3 separate regions of the Sus scrofa genome follow, and regions 2 and 3 are each linked to region 1. A link is a contact called in public Hi-C and promoter capture Hi-C data. All regions are on one chromosome and are shown on one strand. The core of a region is the stretch at or near the end of the contact, and the rest is flanking DNA. Distances in the headings are between cores, read along the strand shown.

Region 1 (2,700 bases), core at 53-2,552:
CCGTGGCATGTGGAAGTTCCCAGGATAGGGATCTAATCAGAGCTGTAGCTTCTGGCCTACACCATAGCAACACGGGATCCAAGCCGCATTGGCGACCTACACCACAGCTCACAGCAACTCCAGATCCTTAACCCACTGAGCAAGGCCAGGGATCCTCATGGATACTAGCTGGGTTTGTTAACCACTGAGCCACGACGGGAACTCTCTGGCATTATTTTTAAAGATAAACTCCCAAATGTAAAGATAATGGAAAACTTTCATTTTAAACTTTTACAGTCTGCATCGACTTGATTCCATTTTCTTTAATGGAGAGAAAGTAATTTTCAAGTAAGTAATTCTTTACCTACATGGCATAGTAATTAACCCACGACAGTGACATTTTTAACCCTGCCTGCCTTAAACCATTCATGGAAAATGACTTCAAAATAAAGTAAAACGACCTAAAGGCATAGTAAAAAGCAAGAAAAGAGGGACCCATAAAGCAATATTTGGTACAAACAATGATAGTAATAATGTAGGATCTATTAAGCCCTAGAAGTCCAAAAGAGGAAGGAATGCTGATAATTGCCTAACACCAAGGTTGCTGCTGGTTTCTCAAGGGTAGTTACCTAGCACTCAAATATTTTGTTGTCTGGAGAAATTGTGCAGTGTTCAGAAACATTACCTTCTTTAACCCTGTGTTCCTGTGTTCTGGGATTTTAAAGTAGACGAGAAAGCAGTCTGAGTTGCGGTCACCAAAACTCTGTACCATGGACAGTTAATTGCTAAGACATAGTCACCGAGTGCACATCAAGATGGTATAAAGATATTGGGTGAAGAGAAAGGCTAGTGAGGTTACACTCTTTTAATTTAGCATATAGCTAAAACCCAAATATTTATGTCAGATTAAGAGAAACCTTCTCCCTCCTCAAAATCTTTTTTCCATTTGCACAGCTCCCAAAGTCCTCGCTGCCGTTTGGAAGAGTGGAGTCATTTGAAATTTAACTGAATGCTGGAGGCAAGCTCTACTTTTCAAGTCATCCAATTTAGGAGATCCGATTTCTGCAGAGGGAAGAAGACGGGGGAGGGAGGGGAGGAAAAACCAGATTCAGTGTCTTTAAATCCTTCTACCTTCAACCCACAACCTGCCACGCAAATTGAGCCAAGTCAGGGATTTTTTGTCTTGAACCACCACCACCACTACCACCTTGTCACTCACGCCCGATAAACACGCCCCTCTGGTCTCACTCTCGGCCAATGGCGGCTCCCCTCCCTGCATAGTAATAAGCTCGAGACCTCCCCCGGCCAATGGCGCTCCGGGAGAGGGGTTAGTTTTGCATGTACCTAAGTGATTTGCATAACCCAGTGGCTGGGGGCTTGGGAACCCGTGCGTGCAACCCTAGAAGGGAAAAAGGACGGGAGGAGATTGTGCCGCGGCCGCGAGAGAGCGAGAAACTGCCCGGGTGTTTGTGCGAGAGCCGGGCGGGGGCTGGGGCGAGGGGCCGGCATGGCTGAAGGCTGCGCTCCGCAACCTTGAAGAGCGGCTGCGGCGTGAGGCCTGGGACCGGGAGGCGGGTGCGATGGCAGAGCGCGGCCCCCGCAGCTGCGCCCGGCCGAGCCGGCTGGCCTGAGCCGCCGGAGGAGCGGGACTGCCTCTGCGCTTCCATGGAGCAGCGGGAAGGGAGAAACTCCGGAGCGCCGCGTCCCTTCGCTGCTGCCGCGGACTGTTGAAGGGGCCGAGCCCGCGCGACTGCGGAGAGCGCAGAGCCCCCGGCCCAGCCCGCAGGCCTGCCGCCCGGGGCGGCGGGGGGCGTCGGAGGGCGTCGGAGACGCGCCGAGCGAGCGGCGCCGCGGGAGAGGCCGACGCGGGAGGCGGCCGCAGCAATGCCGGGCCCGCTGGGGCTGCTCTGCTTCCTCGCCCTAGGGCTGCGCTGCTCGGCCGAGCCCAGCGGCGCGGCGCCCTCTCTCTGCTCGGCGCCCTGCAGCTGCGACGGCGACCGTCGGGTAGATTGCTCCGGGAAGGGGCTGACGGCCGTGCCCGAGGGGCTCAGCGCCTTCACCCAAGCGCTGTGAGTGCGGGCGGCTGGGACGCTGGGGAGGGGGTTCGGGGTGGGGGGGCGCCGGGGGCGGAGCCAGTGGCCGATCTCACCTCACCCTCCGGTGTCCGGAGGAGAGCGGGCGCCGTCACCTCCTTGGCACCCTCTCAGGCACCGCAGACATTCCAAGCTTTGCCAGCCCGGGTCCGAGACCCAAGTAGCTCTTCTCCCCATACTTGTCGAGTACGATCATCCCCACCCCCCGAGTGCATCTGGGGCCAAGGAGGAAGGAGGAATCTGGAAACGCTTGCCCCTGGCAGCCTTTTCACGCGACCTTCTCTTCTCACCGGGCCTCTCTGCTCAGCTGGCAAGAGCTTTGCAGGCGGCGGGGGTGAGGACGCCTAGAACTTGGCCCGAGTCTGAGACCGAGGCACGTTTCGTGGGAAGCACCTGGAGCCTCCTGGGTTCCAGCATGTGGGGAAAAGAAACACCTGTATGGTGGTCAGGGCGAATCACCTTGCCATTTGGTCCTGTCCAAGGAGAGCCACCTGCCTGGCACCTCTGTCCAGTTTCACTCTGGACTCACCAGCAAAGCTCAGGGTTCTGGAGCGCGCAGGAGAGCCGGGTGAAAACAAGGGAGACGGAGGGGAAATTGCAGGTTTCTCTGGGTGAAATACTCTTATCC
Region 2 (2,720 bases), core at 23-2,522, 290 kb after region 1:
TCTGAACCTCTTCTTCACAGCACTTCCTAGAGATGGTAATTGTACATTTTTGTTTGCCTCTTTCCCCCGCCATTATGCCTGATGCACAGTAGAGGCTGAGTAAACGTAGGCACTTATTATTATTTTTAGTGTAAGCATTTAATAAGTGTCTGGGGGGGTGAATGAACGAATACAAAAGGATCGACTTTATGGTGATCATTTATACTGGCCTGATCTCCACTCAGCCAGGAAGGATTTTAGATGAAATCTTATCAGACAGATAGGGGACATGATGTCTGAGATTCCTTCCAGGCCAGTGAGCCTTTTGCTCCAGGAACGCTGTTTGTCACTTTGCTTTAGCCATTGCTTTTATCATTCTCATGGGGAACTGAATGTTTGTGTGTGTGTGTGTGTGTGTGTGTGTGTGTGTGTGTGTGTGTGTGACAGAGATAAAGAGAGACAGAGAAATAAAGAGACAGAGACGTGTGTGACAGAGAGACAAAGAGAGATGAGGGAGCAAAAGAGATTGCACTGGCACAAAAGCAGTGTGCCAGAAATGGCCCAGAAAGATCCCTGCAAACAACCACGGGCCCCCTTCTTGCCTCATTCAACCAAGTGAGATCTCACTTGGCAGGGAGTAGGCCCGCTTAAAAGTATTAGGTCCCTAACCATCAATGAATTTTGTATTTCTGAATAATAGGTTTATGATTAAACTCCTGTAACAGAAAGGCACTCTCTGTGAAGAATTCCAGTCTCGATGGGAAATTCCTGTTCTTTTGAATCCCTCTGCCCCTTTACTTTTTTTGTTTGTTTGTTTTTGTTTTTTGTCTTTTTGCCATTTCTTGGGCCGCTCCCGCAGCATTTGGAGGTTCCTAGGCTGGGGCAGGGCGGAGGGGGGGGTTGGAGCTGTAGCCGCCCTCCTACGCCAGAGCCACAGCAACACGGGATCCATGCCACATCTGCACCCTACACCACAACTCATGGCAATGCCGGATCCTTAACCCACTGAGCAAGGCCAGGGATCGAACCCGCAACCTCATGGTTCCTACTCAGATTCGTTAACCACTGAGCCACGACAGGAACTCTCTGCCCCTTTATTTTTTTAAATCTATGCCTCCAAATCCCTCAGATCACATCCGTGAGTGGGATGAGATGAAATTTTCTGATGACATGGAGATGCTTACCCACGAGGGTGAACCCATCCTGAAAGCTGTAGGAAAGGACACTGAAGAGCCCGAGGCTGGAAAGGCAGACAGATTCTCTAAAAATAGGCTGTAGGATCCCTGCTTTCTTCCTCAGGGAGATTGGTGCAATACTGACCTCTAGCTGGATGGAAAGAGTGAATTCAGCTGGTGCCTTCCACTCCGGTTGTTGAAAGCTGGCTGATCTGAAATGGAAAGAGAATATTTGGACGTCGTCTCTTCCCTAAGAATGTTTCCTGTATCCTGCCTGGCTTGGCTTCTCCTTCCCAAATAACAGCATCCTCATTTATATAGTATTCATGACATGCTAGGCATAACGAGTTCCCACATTGGCTCTAATTATTCCCAACGACCCTGGGAAGTAGGTGTTATTGCATCCATTTTTTCTGGCAGGAAAACTGAGGCTCAGAGGGTTTGGTAACTTGCTCAGCATATACTCTTAAGAGCTGGCTGAACCAGTATTCTAAGTCAGGTTTGTCAACTCCAAAGTCTGTCCTCCTCCTAACATTGAGTCTGGCAGAAACCCCAGGGGGGGTTGGTGTCTATTCCACTCCCCCGAGCCTGCTCTTTGGGAAATGTCTCTCAGTCACTGTGCTTATTTATTCTGCTTCTACCTGACTCATTCCTGTTTATATTCAGAAGCCAGGCAGAGTCTCCTTCCAGATACGTCAGTCCCTGTAAAAGCAACCAGCTGCCTCCCAGGCCCTTGACTTTCTTGGTGATAACATCTTTACTTCCACACACTGAGAGCTCTGTTTGAAGCCATCGGGTGACTGGTTAGTAGTGAATCAATGACACTAGCCAATAATGACCGAATATGGAACTTGAAAACCCTTAGTGGGGGTGGGAGGTTTGAAATGCCCAAGAAAATGTGATTCGGTTTTCTGTTTATCTTTCTCTGTGTTTTCAAGATGTTCCAGTTGAGATTTTTCTGGTTGATGGATGGGTTTCAAGCTAGCTGTTACAAAGGGATTGGGGGTAAAATATAAAAAAAGAGTTTTAGTATCACCTTGATGAAATGCTTGAGCTGAGCATGTGGGTACTGAGATGGGTGCAACAGGAGGAAGAGAAAAAAGAAGCAATAAAATTTTTGTTCTTTTAACAATCTGTTAGCTGATATAAGAACTACTACTACTTATGGGATGGGGTGTTTCAACTTATTATTGGGGTGGGGAGTTTCCCAGCATGTGTCTGGGTTCTTCTGTGGACATGGCTAAGATCTTTCAGTGGCTTTCAGGCTAATGGCCTTTGTCTGAATGGCTTTGTTCCTAAAGGCTTGCCTAAGGCAGTCTGATATGTTCCTATTAGGGAACAGTGTATACTTGACTTCACAGCATCTTATTTTTAAATTTTAAGCACTCATTTACCCAATGAATTAAAAAAAATCATATATTTCTCAGACATTTTTCACAAATAAAATACACTTGTTAAAAAATCAATTATCATATGCAGAATGCATTTTTTTTATTAACACTGCCATCTTTCTTCTGCAAGGCAGCAAATGCTTTTATTTATTTCATTTAACTTTCATTGTCCCAC
Region 3 (2,700 bases), core at 148-2,647, 460 kb after region 1:
AAAATCATAAGTATAAGGAAAAAGTTAGCCCCATCTTCTGTCCCCCACCCTCCACTATGGGGTTTGATTTGATGCCCTCTCCGCAGGCAGTGCTTTCTTCCACCTACACTTTAAGATAGTCATTTTTCAGCCGACCTAGCCGGGTCCCATGGCTCCTGATGGTGAGGGCCAGCAGCTCGTATTTGTCCCTGAGCCCCACAGAGATGTCAAGCGTTTCCTTCAGCAGGGACCTGGTGTGGACCAGCATCCCCAAGAAGTCCTCGTTGAGCCGACTCTCTTGCCGGCTGTCCTGTTCCTGGCCCTGCTTGAACTTGCTTTCCAGCTCAGTGAGGGACTTGTCCGAGTTGGAGTAAGCGTCCCCGATCTGGTGGGACTCCCGCCGCAGGTACTTGCCATAGCTCTCCTCCCCGTCCAGGTCGTAGGAGATGCTCTTACTGATGCCCTCCAGGACGCGCCCGGCGTCCTCCACCTGGCGGCCCAGCACCGTGAATTCCTCCCGCAGGGTGAGGCTCAGCAGACTGCTGGCCGGGCTACCCTCCCCCTGGGAGCAGCGCCGGTGGTCACTCACCCTGAAGAGCAGCTGGCACTTCTCGGGGTCATCGTTCTCCTCGTAGTCCCCGTCGGGCACAAAGTAGTGGTGCAGAGTCCCATTGGACATCTCGGGGTAGAGAGGACCATCGAAGTAGCCCTGACACAGGTGGCACAGAAAACCCATCCAGAGGAACTTCAGGAACACCATCCTGAATGTTCAGAATGAAAGGGGACCCCTGGAGAAGACTTTTTGCCCGGGAAACAAGGAAGGGGGTCCCCTTGGAAGTCAGTGCTTCCCAGAGACGGCGGCGTCAGCCTCAATCCCAGCTGGCTTGCTGCACCCTGGCCCCCCCTCCCCAGCTGGCTTCATGTGGCTGCGGCACAAGAGCCTGGGTAGCAGCCCCCGCAGCCAGCAGCGCAGGATGCACGGTCGCTCTGAGCTCCTGTGCTTGATCCGGTGACTAGAACTCAGCCTCCTCTTTCCTGGAGGGATCCCGGCGCGGATAGGGATCCCCTCCTCCAGGGCTCTTGCAGGACTTTGGCTCCGCTGCGCCACTCTCGCTCTCCGAGTTCCCCCTTGCCCCGGGGAGTTGGAGCCTGTAGCTGGAGAGAAAGGCTCTTGCCCTGGGATAATATTTCAGCTCCTGGACTGGGTGGGAATGCGGAGCTTTTCCTTTGGCTAATGATATCCTGAGGATCTCTCAGCTCTCAAATTACAGCTGGTTTCGTCACTTGGAAGCCAAGGAACAAGTTTGGAAAGAAACCTCTCACCAGGTCTCTGCTATTAAAGGTACAGGGTCTATTTTTGAAGATTGTTAAGGAGATCCTGGAAAATAGACCCTAGCTTCAAAGAAAGAAGAAATAAAAGAGAAGAGGATAAAAGAATTCTCACAACAGGAAGACTGATTTGCTATTAACATGTTGAGAGGAAGGGTAATTAGCCTGAAGAAATGCCATTTCACGCTTTATAGTAAGTGTCAGTTGGATTGTACTCTGTAAGTGTATCTATTTTTATCATTAAAAAGTTTATGACTGAAGCAAATTTGAAGTGTAGGAAATGGCAGTTCTGTTTGGAAATGGTTAATTAAATTTTACAATACCAATACTTTGGAAGAAATAGGAATATAGAAAACTGACTCAGGTATGGTTGCTAGTATGTAGAGGAACCAAAGTTGATAAATAGGATTTTTCAGTTTAATCAGCAAGGGACAGCTGTTTAATTTTCTGAAAAACCATCCTTGCTAAGCTCCTCCGTTGCATCTTTAACCTACATCTTTACAGCTATTACCCCCCTGGGGACACTTAAAAGTTTTTGAGGAATATGGGCTAGTGCTGTTATCTCCATTTTCCTTTCAGGGAAGCCAAGGAATAGACTGTTAAACAAATTGTTTATTGTCACAAAGTTAGATTGTAGTTGGGCTGGCACTCATTAAGTCACCAGGTCTTTTAATTTCATTTAGAAAAAAAAGTATTTTTTTCACCATTTTAATTTCTGATTTAAGAATTGCTTAGCAAATTGCCTGAAGGTCATCTGATTTGTTCACCAAGTGTTTATTGAGCATTTACTATACAGCAAATCTATTTTAGGTACTGTAAAAAAGTGAACAAAAATAGAGACAAATCCTTCCCCTCTTGGAGCTTACATTCTGGGACATGGAAAGAGAATTAATATAAATAAATAAATAAGTGATATTGTGTGTTGAACTGCAATAGGGCTGTGGAGGAAAAGACAGGGAGGGGAGAGATTGGGAAACAGAGGCAGCATCCCTATTTTTATGGGTTATTTTCTCTTTTTGCCTTGAAATGTAGCAGAAATACTCCTGTAATTTGCCTGTGTTTATTCTTATCTTCCTCTCAGAGTCATAAGGGCTTGGTGTCACTCAGTGCCACAATGCCATACTTGCTGCCATCACATTCAATGGCATAAACAACTCTGGCTAGGCAATGGGAAGTCTGGTTAAGTAACTGGATAGCTTGTCGATGTGGTGTCACATGCATAGACTTTGAAGAGCACATTGACCTCACATTTTAATTTTTATTAAGCTACTTGGCATCGTAAAAACATAGACCAAGTGAGTTTTCTTAGTGTTTATGCTAACTAGAGACTATGACTTACTTTCATTGTGTTTCAGGAGAAAACGACAACCTTCTCCGGTTGAAAGACTGGAC

The links. Promoter capture Hi-C pulls out the DNA fragments that hold promoters and counts their contacts. A called contact is a pair of places that touch in the nucleus more often than the background predicts.
Region 2: a contact with region 1 is called in a Hi-C map of embryonic fibroblasts, with 4 times the contacts expected there. The contact joins the enhancer-like site here to the promoter of LGR4 in region 1. A contact is called at or near these places in 4 of 5 promoter capture datasets (fetal liver, fetal skeletal muscle, liver and 1 more), 30 of 47 Hi-C or Micro-C datasets (adipocytes, adipose tissue, alveolar macrophages and 17 more) and 2 of 2 datasets of contacts at active chromatin or transcription factors (alveolar macrophages and skeletal muscle).
Region 3: a promoter capture Hi-C map of liver shows a contact between it and region 1, with 4 times the contacts expected there. The contact joins the promoter of FIBIN here to the promoter of LGR4 in region 1. A contact is called at or near these places in 1 of 5 promoter capture datasets (liver) and 1 of 47 Hi-C or Micro-C datasets (embryonic fibroblasts).

What each region holds. Positions count from the first base shown.
Region 1 is chr2:32,870,535-32,873,234 of Sscrofa11.1, forward strand. LGR4 (leucine-rich repeat-containing G-protein coupled receptor 4) reads left to right here and starts at 1,303. Exons shown (of 18, transcript XM_021083233.1): 1 at 1,303-2,048. The coding sequence starts at 1,864. It overlaps LOC110259286 (a long non-coding RNA gene), which reads right to left and starts at 2,267. Exons shown (of 3, transcript XR_002341534.1): 1 at 2,129-2,267; 2 at 665-1,041.
Region 2 is chr2:33,160,674-33,163,393 of Sscrofa11.1, forward strand. All of the region lies in intron 2 of LOC102165168 (a long non-coding RNA gene), which reads left to right. LOC110259287 (a long non-coding RNA gene) reads right to left here. Exons shown (of 4, transcript XR_002341538.1): 4 at 1,062-2,720. Among named protein-coding and RNA genes, the nearest start is that of BBOX1, 130 kb to the right of the region's middle. Within about 2 kb of position 1,273, at least 12 of the 83 cell types and tissues checked have an H3K27ac peak or open chromatin away from gene starts, as enhancers often do. A contact at or near this core is called in adipose tissue and embryonic fibroblasts, where this site is marked.
Region 3 is chr2:33,330,355-33,333,054 of Sscrofa11.1, forward strand. FIBIN (fin bud initiation factor homolog) reads right to left here and starts at 1,398. Exons shown (of 1, transcript XM_005658203.3): 1 at 1-1,398. The coding sequence starts at 739. The coding sequence ends at 104.